Linked DNA regions of Mus musculus: regions 1 and 2 are each linked to region 3. The links are chromatin contacts, called in public promoter capture Hi-C maps. All regions are on one chromosome and are shown on one strand. The core of a region is the stretch at or near the end of the contact, and the rest is flanking DNA. Distances in the headings are between cores, read along the strand shown. Region 1 holds the start of Rhoc (ras homolog family member C). Region 2 holds the start of Dennd2c (DENN/MADD domain containing 2C). Region 3 holds the start of Bcl2l15 (BCLl2-like 15).

Region 1 (3,132 bases), core at 539-3,038, 960 kb before region 3:
GAGGGAACCAGAGCCTGGGCTGGGAGGAGCCTCCAAAGAAAGGACTAGTGAGGATCAGTCTAAGCTTTTGACCAGGCAGGGAGCAGTTAAGAAGGGCACAGTAACCTGAGCTCAGCCCCAAACTTGGCTTTGCCTTTCAGTCCCACATCCTGTCTGGCTCTGCTCAACTCTTAGCTCCCTACAAACCACCTCAAACCCTGGCCTGTGCCTGCCTTTTAGGAAGCAGAGTACTCCAGCCCCAGGCTGATTCTTTTCAGCATCAGGCGCCTGGGTGGTTCCTCCCTCCCCTACACCTACACACACACACACACACACACACACACACAAAACTGGGATGTGAGGAAAGAGGACATGAGTCACAGAGAATTTATAGGAGTTGCGTATGCACAGCCACACTTACCACCCCCCATCTCAAGGGGCTTTCCCTGGTACCCCCGAAAGACTGGGAAGAAGGCATTCGCTATGCTGCATATCTCCTTCAAAAATGAGGTCTGAGAGGTATATCCAGGTAACCCACAGGATTTCCTCCAACTTCCCCACCTACTCCCATTAATTCAACCAGTCTAGCTGTACACAGGCTGGCGGGGACAGCCCCAAGCCAGGGTGGGCAGTGTGGATGGAGCGTGATCCCTAGGACACTTAAACACTAGTCACATCCCCATGCGTGAGCCCCGGCTGTCCCACAGCAGCAAGGCGGCTGAGCATCTGATGGTGGGAGGCAGAGGCCGGAACTTCGTGGCTGTGTTAGAGCCTCCAGCTCCGAAGACTTTGCATCTAGGCTCTGCTTAGGCCAGAATAATTGGGGACTCAGGCCAAGCCGGGACATTAGGCCGAAGGCCAACATGGCATGGATGGCCTGGCTAACACTCCCTGTGAAAGGCGGCTCCAGCGGAACTGCCCCACTAACCCTAAGAGAGACAACGAAAACTTCACCCAGGGCCGGGAGAGGGGTCTGGAACTTCTGGGACCTTCCCTAGGACAAGCCACTAGCCTTCCTTATTCTCTTGATTTCCCAGGTGATCCAACAGGCCTTTGTACTCTGCTCCCCCCGAGATCTAGGCGAGGAATCACTCTTCGGGCAACACCTTTTCCTTAACTTTAAAGCCAGAAGTCAAGGAAGAGCTGGACTCCAGCTTTCAGCCCAATTCCCTAACACTCCCTAACTTCCCAAGAGGGTACGAGGAAGAGTTGGGGATTGGGGTGTTTTGTTCTTCCCCACCCCCCTTCACTCTCAGACACATATACACAACACAGGAGCGGGATCTTTCCTAGTCTTCTCAACCTCTCAGCTCAGATCAGCTCCAAAACCCGTCTAGGGCGGCGTCCAGACCCGCCAAGCAGTAGCAGCCTCCAGTGGTCACATCCCATCCCTATTCCCGCCATTCCCCATCCCAGGCCAGAACTCCCACCCCTAGCCAGCCTGAGGCCCTGTTTCTTACTCCCTGCCCGGAACTGGAGCGTCTGGGTTGAGTCGCTCACGGAGATCTAAGTGTGTCCCTGGCCCAGCTAGGGAGGTCCAGAAAGGAAAGACTCAGAAAGGGAAGGACTCTGGGCTCTGGTTCGAGAGCTTGGAAGGCTAGAGCGCCTGGCCCACAGCTTGGGGCGCTCTCTCTTGCCTGGCCCGGAACACCCCCCGCCCCCCAAGCCGCTCCCGGAGCGATCCGGGAATCGGGAAAGTGCTCTCCTCCGAGGTCAGTTCCCACGACGCCTCGCCACCCACCAGCTGGGGCCCCGGTACCTTGGGCTCCACCGCCTCCAGCTGCGCGGCCAGTGCCGGAGGCTGAGACTGACCCGGGCCCCGCCCCACTCTCCAGCACCGCTCTGGGGCGGGTCCATCAAGGGAAGGGGGGGGGGGTCGACGGGGGCGGCCCTTAGCTTGGCCCGCCTCCGCTCCCGGCCCCGGGCGGCCGCAGGTCACCCCGGCTGAGGACCCGGCAAGGGGCGTAGGGCTGGCTGGAGCTGGAGGAACTGTGCCCGGAGATGTCTGGATTGCTGGGTGGTGAGCGGGCGGGTGGGACCCCGGATAACTCGGCCTCTGCCCCACTTCCAACCCGTGGGGGGCGGACCAGCTTCGGGAAAGTTGAGCGGCTTCCAGGGTGGGGTCAGCGAGGGCCACTGCTGCCCTCGCGTGGCCATCCAGACCTCGAAGCTCCAGTATTTCCTACACCCTACCCGTGACCGAGGGGATGGGTTATACAGAAGCTGCCCACTCTCTTATCCAGGAATCACTGCAGTAAGTGCAACGTGACGCTATCCAGAGCCCTGGAGACCTTTTGTGATCTGCAGTCCCCAGCCACCATCGCCTTAAAAGTCCCTTCCTTCCTTCGCTGGGAATTTCCCGACGTCCTGTTAAGAGCACACTCCTGGAAGTGCTGCCGTGTCCTCAGCTGGAAACTGACCTCACACTCCTATTGTATTGTTGTGCTGTTGATCCCAATCTGAGGTGTTACTTACCTGATCCTGTATCTCCTTCCTTATAAAGAGCCAAAGAAATGGGTGTATAAGGAAATCTACCAATGCTTTATTTACTAGTGCTGGATACTTTAAACACACAGGTCTCTAACTCTGGAATAAGTTCACCCATACCCGTTCCCTTTTGCCTGTAAAGAAAATGAAGCCCAGAGAAGTGGTTTCTCACTATTTGTGACAGCAGGAATTTCCAGTGAGGTGAGCCACGATGACACACAAGAAGCAAAGGCAGATGGATCTCTATGAGTTAATTCCAGGCCATCCTGGGCTACAAAAACTAAATCAGTCAAATTTACAAGCAGGCCTGTGAGGCACCCAGGCAGGTGCTGGCTGCCTGCTGCCTGCCATGCTCCCCCTCCTACCTGCCCTCTGTACCATTCAACCAAACTCTGCTCGTCATAGGTTTCAACAAGTATTTCCCAGAATAAATGTATGTCATATGGAGTCTACTGCAGGTGCAGCTGGCCGGGTGGTTCATGCCTGTCATCTCAGCACTCCCGAGGGGGCAGAGTTACCACAAATTCCAGGCCAACATAGGCTGTGGAGTGAAGCTGTCTCAAATCCAGGCAGACAACATACGTAGACACTCACTCAGGATTGGAAGCATGGACCATACATTTGATAAATCATATAACTGAGGTGAAGGGTGTTTTGTCCACCAGG
Region 2 (2,939 bases), core at 62-2,561, 730 kb after region 3:
TACAGTTGCTGGTTTCTGTCTTTGAAAATACTCCAGATCACTCTTACGTATCCCTAGTAGAAACCTCATGGTTACAGACTGCTATTCCTTTTTAAATTTCCCATCTCTCCCTAAAATACACACACACACACACACACACACACACACACACACACACACACAAGTAGAGAACACAAATGTCTATAATAAAAACTGTACAAATGCCACAGCCACACATTAACTTTGTTTTAGAGAACTCAGATCTTTTTATAAGCAGCCCCTGAATTTGCAAAATAAAAGTCTTGTTTTGAGGCAGTACTCTCAGCTCACTTTATGAAATACCTTCAGCTAATCTAAGGCAAAGTAACAGATTTTCTGATTGGTACAAGCTTCATGGTAAATGATTGCACTACGGTATACAGATAGCATGCTATTTTAGAAAATGTCATGACTCAGTTAAGAATAGCTCTGCTCTTCAAACAATGGTGATTATGTGGAAATGACGCTTAGATAACTTATTTACATAGTAAACAGAAGTTAGAACTTTCTCTAACAATACAGGCGAATCAGTAGTAGCTTTGGGATAAAGGTTTACCAGGGTGCCTACTGTACTAGGCACTTAGTAGTTTTACAAACTACACATGCTCCGGGGTGCATGTGTGTGTGTATCAAACAACAATGCCTGACATTTGTAGAACACTGTCATTCCTCTCAGAACATGAGAACCCATGAGCGTCCCAGTTTTGCACTCCGGGGACACACACCTCTTAGAGTTAACCCTGACGGAGGTGTGACGGTTTGTTTGCGGCTCTGAGCTCCAGAGCGAAGCCTTTTGACTCACAATCTAATCATCATCTTCTCTCCTGGTTACTCCACAGTCCTACTCCAGTCCCACTGTAGGAATTTTATCTTAAAAAACTACTTGACGACTTCCTCTATCGTGCCTGCCCCGTAGTTCCGAAGCAAAGCGCGCGAACACACGCTTTACCGCTTGTCTGAAGTGCTCCGTCCGGGCACGTCCAAGTTCAAGACCGCCTGATAGGCGCGTTTCCTCGCGGCGGCGAGCGCCTGGGCTCCCCGGCCCTGCACCCCCGACCGCGCCCGCGGCTCGCAGGCTGACACCCGCCTTCCCCTGGCCCGAGGTACCCAGCTCTCGGCTGACCACGAACACACGGGACGCCATGGGGCGACGCCAACAGCTGAGCGGCAGAGGCCCCATGGCCCCACTCCCTCGCTGCATCCCGTCGCCTACCTGCCTGGGCCGCGACGCCGCCTCGCGCAGGGATCCCAGACTCGCGTCGGTGGCCTCTGGGATCCAGCGCCCACATCTTCGTCCCGCCCCCACAGGTTCCGCAGTCCCCGCCCTCCAGGCTAAGACACGCCCTCTTTTGCCTGGGCACGCCCCCGAGCTCACCCAGTAAGGCTCTGTCCTTCCAGGGCTCTCCTCAAGGCTCGGAACCCACGCCAGGCGGTCTCTCCGCCCCCAGCGCTGGGGTACCAGTGTGCGCTGCACCGCGCTGGTTCCACGGTGCAGCCCCTGCCCAGGCCTGGAGCCAAAGCTCTATCTCCGGATCTACGGTCTGTGCGACTACACGAGACAGACCTTTACAGCAAGGCAGAGCCTAGTAGAACCAGAGGAGCCAAACAGCAACTTCTTTAAGAAAACCCCAAAGCAGCTCAGGGAGCAAACATTCATCGGGAATGCCAGCTAGTAAAGAGATGCCAATAACGCACCTGGCCCCGGGTTTGGAATCACAAGCCGGATGCCTTTGGTGCCTAGTCCGGGTGCCGACTGGGTTGCCACACCCACTTGAGACTCACGCTTAAATTCTCCCTACCACACGATCTTGCTCAGGTATGCACATGGCTCTGTGCCTGCTGCAAGAATAGCCCAGTTTCACTCTGCGAGACTGGGATGAGTGGAACCTATTTCCCAGCACGATCTAACTGCCCCACCTCACCGCGCCCCGCCCCACTCCACCCCACCCACTCCATCCGACCTTGTGTCTGGTAACCAAACTTCCCTGGCTTGTTCACACAGAGGTACCAAAATAGAAGACTGCCACAGAGAGGTGTTTAATTACACATCGCGGATGACTGTCACCAGCCAACTCAACCAAGACTTGGAAAAAAAAAAAAAAGTCCCAATCCCTTGTGAAGCTATGAGGTGGGGACATGAGGTGGGGACAGTAAAAGGATTACTTTCTACCTGAGGGAGAAGTATTGACAATTCCTTTAAAATACTCCAGTGAGGAAATAAATGTAAATATGGTTTGGAATACATTGCAAACTCCATTGATCCCTTACCTAATGTGTATGTCTTTAAATGTAGACATGTGTGTTCTTTATTATTTTTCAAACTTCTTATCCTCCTACCCCTGCTTCTGGGGTGCAAGCATAGTCCTGAGCCAACACAAGTGGCATTTAATCTAGTCTGTTTGGAAAGTATCACAGATAGTTGTACAAGGTGAAATTCGGGACTAAAACAGCGTTTTTAAGATTTACATTTTGAAGTTTGCATCCACGAAGATTCTTTAGCAGGATGAAGATTTGAATTCCAAGATGAACGTTAATTAACATGCATGTGTTCTACTGCCCTCTCATGGGTAGGATGGAGCTACACCTAATGGTGAGAGGTGTCCTTTAAGTCTGAAGATAATACATAGTAATTTGTATTATTTTAGTGACTAGGAAGCCAACATGAAATAAAATCAGGTCCTTGATAAATATTCCCCGAAAAGCAATTTGAACTTCAAGAATGGGGAAGAGGAGTCTTACCCCACAGCTAGTATGAGCACGTCCCAAGGGGCACACCTAAGCTCACGGCTACCTGTGCAGAAAGTGAAAACACTCAGGAATTTGCTCGAATTTCATTGTGATAAGTCTTGAGGGATGTGCTCTCCACACATCTCACAACCTCAGGGGTGAAAAACTTGAAAGTAGAATGAAATCTTTCTTAT
Region 3 (2,897 bases), core at 383-2,882:
GAGCAGGCTTGATATTTGCGTATGGTCTCATATGCTGATTCAGAGATTCTAGGAGTAGCAGTTTCTATAATGATTTACACACAAGTATAATGATTAAACAATGAAATAATGGCAAGTAATAAGTACTTGCTGCTGTTGATATAATCAGCAACATCTGCTGGAAGATGGTTTTATTATCTTCAGGCTAATACAAAGTCCAAGTGCTATTGCCAGTAATCAGAGTTCTGATGAGAAGCCAGCAAGCTCCTTTAAGAGGTTAACTCTAATTGCATCAGATTTCTAAACTATGCAATATTTCTGAATCTTACTGCTAGACCCTGGGATAAGGGGAAGAGCCCACTCCCAACAAAATTAAGCACTAAAAATATGAATAATGGAATAAAGATACTAGCCACACTAGCCTGGTGACCCGAGTTCAATCTCTTAAACCTACACAAAGGTGGAAAGGGAGAATTCCACAATATTGTCCTCTGGCTTCCACAGACATGCAGTGGCACATGTGTCCCCCTCCCCACATCATACAGTAATAGTAATAATTAATAATAACAAATATACATAAAAGATTATTTTCAAAGAATAGTTAACTATGAACATGATCTATGCACACAAAGGGCAGCTCTGATAAAGATGAGTTCCTTCTATAGTACTGGGTTTTTATTAATGTCTGAAGAATTAGCAATCACATTTCCCTCTATAGCTTCTTGAACAAACATATACCTCCAAATCCTCACAGAATATTTCTATTTTTAGTATACAGAAACAGGGAAGGAAGGAAGGAAGGAAGGAGGGAGGAAATTAAAGCTTGAAATAGAATAGAACAGCAAACAACATTAAAAAGCAAAAATCTGACCTGTCCTCCAATGGTTACCGCAATGATATTATTGGCAGAAGCTTCCAGCTCTCCATTGAACTGATCACCCAGTATTCGAAGGCGGCCAACAATGATAGCCACATCAAAAGAGTAATCCTCTCCTAAGACAGGGAAAACATGTTCACCATGTTGAAGGAACGGAAAGTCTCCTGAATCCCAGCAAAACAGAAATGTTCTATAGTTGGTCCCCCCCCACCCCCCACCCCACCCCCCACCCCCGAGAGAGAGGGTTTCTCTAGGTACCCCTTGCTGTCTACTCACTCTGTAGACCAGGCTAGCCTCTGCTACTTTTGCAATTCTTTTAAACAGTTTTGTCATTGTCTATTCTCAGTAGTAGCAGTCATATAATCTTCTCTATTGAGAAGATCCTTTATTTCAAATGTTGCTAAAAGTTTAGGACTCGCTTTTTAAAGCTTGAGAGGAACTAGAGGAAGCAGACTCTGGTTCTATTACCCACCTGTAATCACCACCTCAGATTAGGAGCCTTACCTGAGCATGGTTCATCTGCACCCGATAGGTTCCGGTTAGCAGCGTGGGATAGTGGGGTCCTGAAGTCTTTGAGTAGAGAATTCACGATGCATTCTGTTTGCTCCTCAAAAGTCCGAGGGTTTTTCATTTTAGACATTCTCCACAAAGCTTAGCAGGAAGTTAGAGAACCTGGCAAACCAGTTGTGGCTGCCTACCTCTTATTGCTTCCTAATTGGATATGTCCTAAAATAGTTCCCATTAACTTTCCAAATGAAACTGCTCAAAGGGGATGACAAAGACTTTGCAGTTCCTTATCTCAGAACCACACCCTTGCCAGTATGTAAGAGTAATGGATAGCTCTTACAGATAAACTATCTATAGCTGAAATAAACTGAAGAGGTAAGTTGAGCAATTGTAATGAATTGAAGAAGGTTCTCTTGAGTAATTTAAGAAATACTTCCTGCTAGGTTCTGTAACTGATGTAATTTCAAGGGAGGTGAGATACCAGAGGTCAACTTCTGACTTGGGCATCCCTTTGGCACAATTAGACAAATTATTTACTGAACATTTGTATGTAGAAGACTATACTTGGCACTATAGACAACACAGAAAATGACACAGGCATGGCTCCTTGTGAAGTGTACATTTCAGCAGAAATGGCAGCTACTGACAAATCACAGAGCTTCTTGTGCCCTTGAGATACGGTGGATGAGGAGAGGACAAAAGCCAATAGGCTGGGGAAGCTGCCTTACAGTAGTGACATCTGAGGCTAGGGATTTATTAGGCAAAACTAACATAAAATAAAATAAGTAAAGGACTAAGACTCGTGGAAGGCTGGCAAAGATAAAGGCCAGGACAGTGGAGGAAAAACCCTGGTTGGGCATTTGAGTAATTAAAGTAACAAGATATTTCAAAGGGAAATTATACAAATTAAGATAACACTATCTGAAATGATCTGACAATGTCTGGTATGTGGCAAATGGTAAATATCCTTTGTTTAGCTCAAAGCTTAGTAATCAGGAAACCGTGATTCATTCTTTAACAAGAAGTTTGTCCTGAAGTATTAAACTTCATTATTGTTTTTAGGAGAACTCAGGCTTGAACACTCGCCTGCAGTGGCTGCCTGATCTACAGAGTGAGTTCCAGAACAGCCAGGGCTGCACAGAGAAACCCTGTCTCAAAAACACAGAAAATAAGATTTGAAAATATTTCTCTTTTGCCCAGATTCCCATTCCTTCAAGCACAGCGGTGCCCTATTCTCAAATCTGGGCTTGGCTTCATTAATAAGGCAGCCTCTAGCTGGAGAGACTTTGTGGTCTGGGTCTCAGATACATCATTCTAACCTACCAGCAAACCTAACACCCACATTTCTCTTTTCCAGTAAAATAAACAGCTTCAATTGTAACAGTAAGAAATTCAAGCATCAACAGTAGGTCAGTTATTCAGAATGGGATTTCTATCCTGCAACATAGTCAGAAGCAATATTCTATTTTCTGCCCATTCTAAATGAATGAATGAATGAACAAAAGAACAAATATAGACAGACAGATAGACGGAT

The links. Promoter capture Hi-C pulls out the DNA fragments that hold promoters and counts their contacts.
Region 1: a promoter capture Hi-C map of liver shows a contact between it and region 3, with 2.7 times the contacts expected there. The contact joins the promoter of Rhoc here to the promoter of Bcl2l15 in region 3. A contact is called at or near these places in 4 of 39 promoter capture datasets (hematopoietic stem and progenitor cells, liver and pre-B cells).
Region 2: a contact with region 3 is called in a promoter capture Hi-C map of the 3T3-L1 cell line, with 2.5 times the contacts expected there. The contact joins the promoter of Dennd2c here to the promoter of Bcl2l15 in region 3. A contact is called at or near these places in 2 of 39 promoter capture datasets (the 3T3-L1 cell line and liver).

Annotation. Positions count from the first base shown.
Region 1 is chr3:104,787,690-104,790,821 of GRCm38.p6, reverse strand. It overlaps Rhoc (ras homolog family member C), which reads right to left and starts at 1,788. Exons shown (of 5, transcript NM_007484.2): 1 at 1,739-1,788.
Region 2 is chr3:103,101,031-103,103,969 of GRCm38.p6, reverse strand. It overlaps Dennd2c (DENN/MADD domain containing 2C), which reads right to left and starts at 1,311. Exons shown (of 19, transcript NM_001384113.1): 1 at 1,232-1,311.
Region 3 is chr3:103,831,431-103,834,327 of GRCm38.p6, reverse strand. It overlaps Bcl2l15 (BCLl2-like 15), which reads right to left and starts at 1,632. Exons shown (of 4, transcript NM_001142959.1): 1 at 1,361-1,632; 2 at 851-972. The coding sequence starts at 1,496.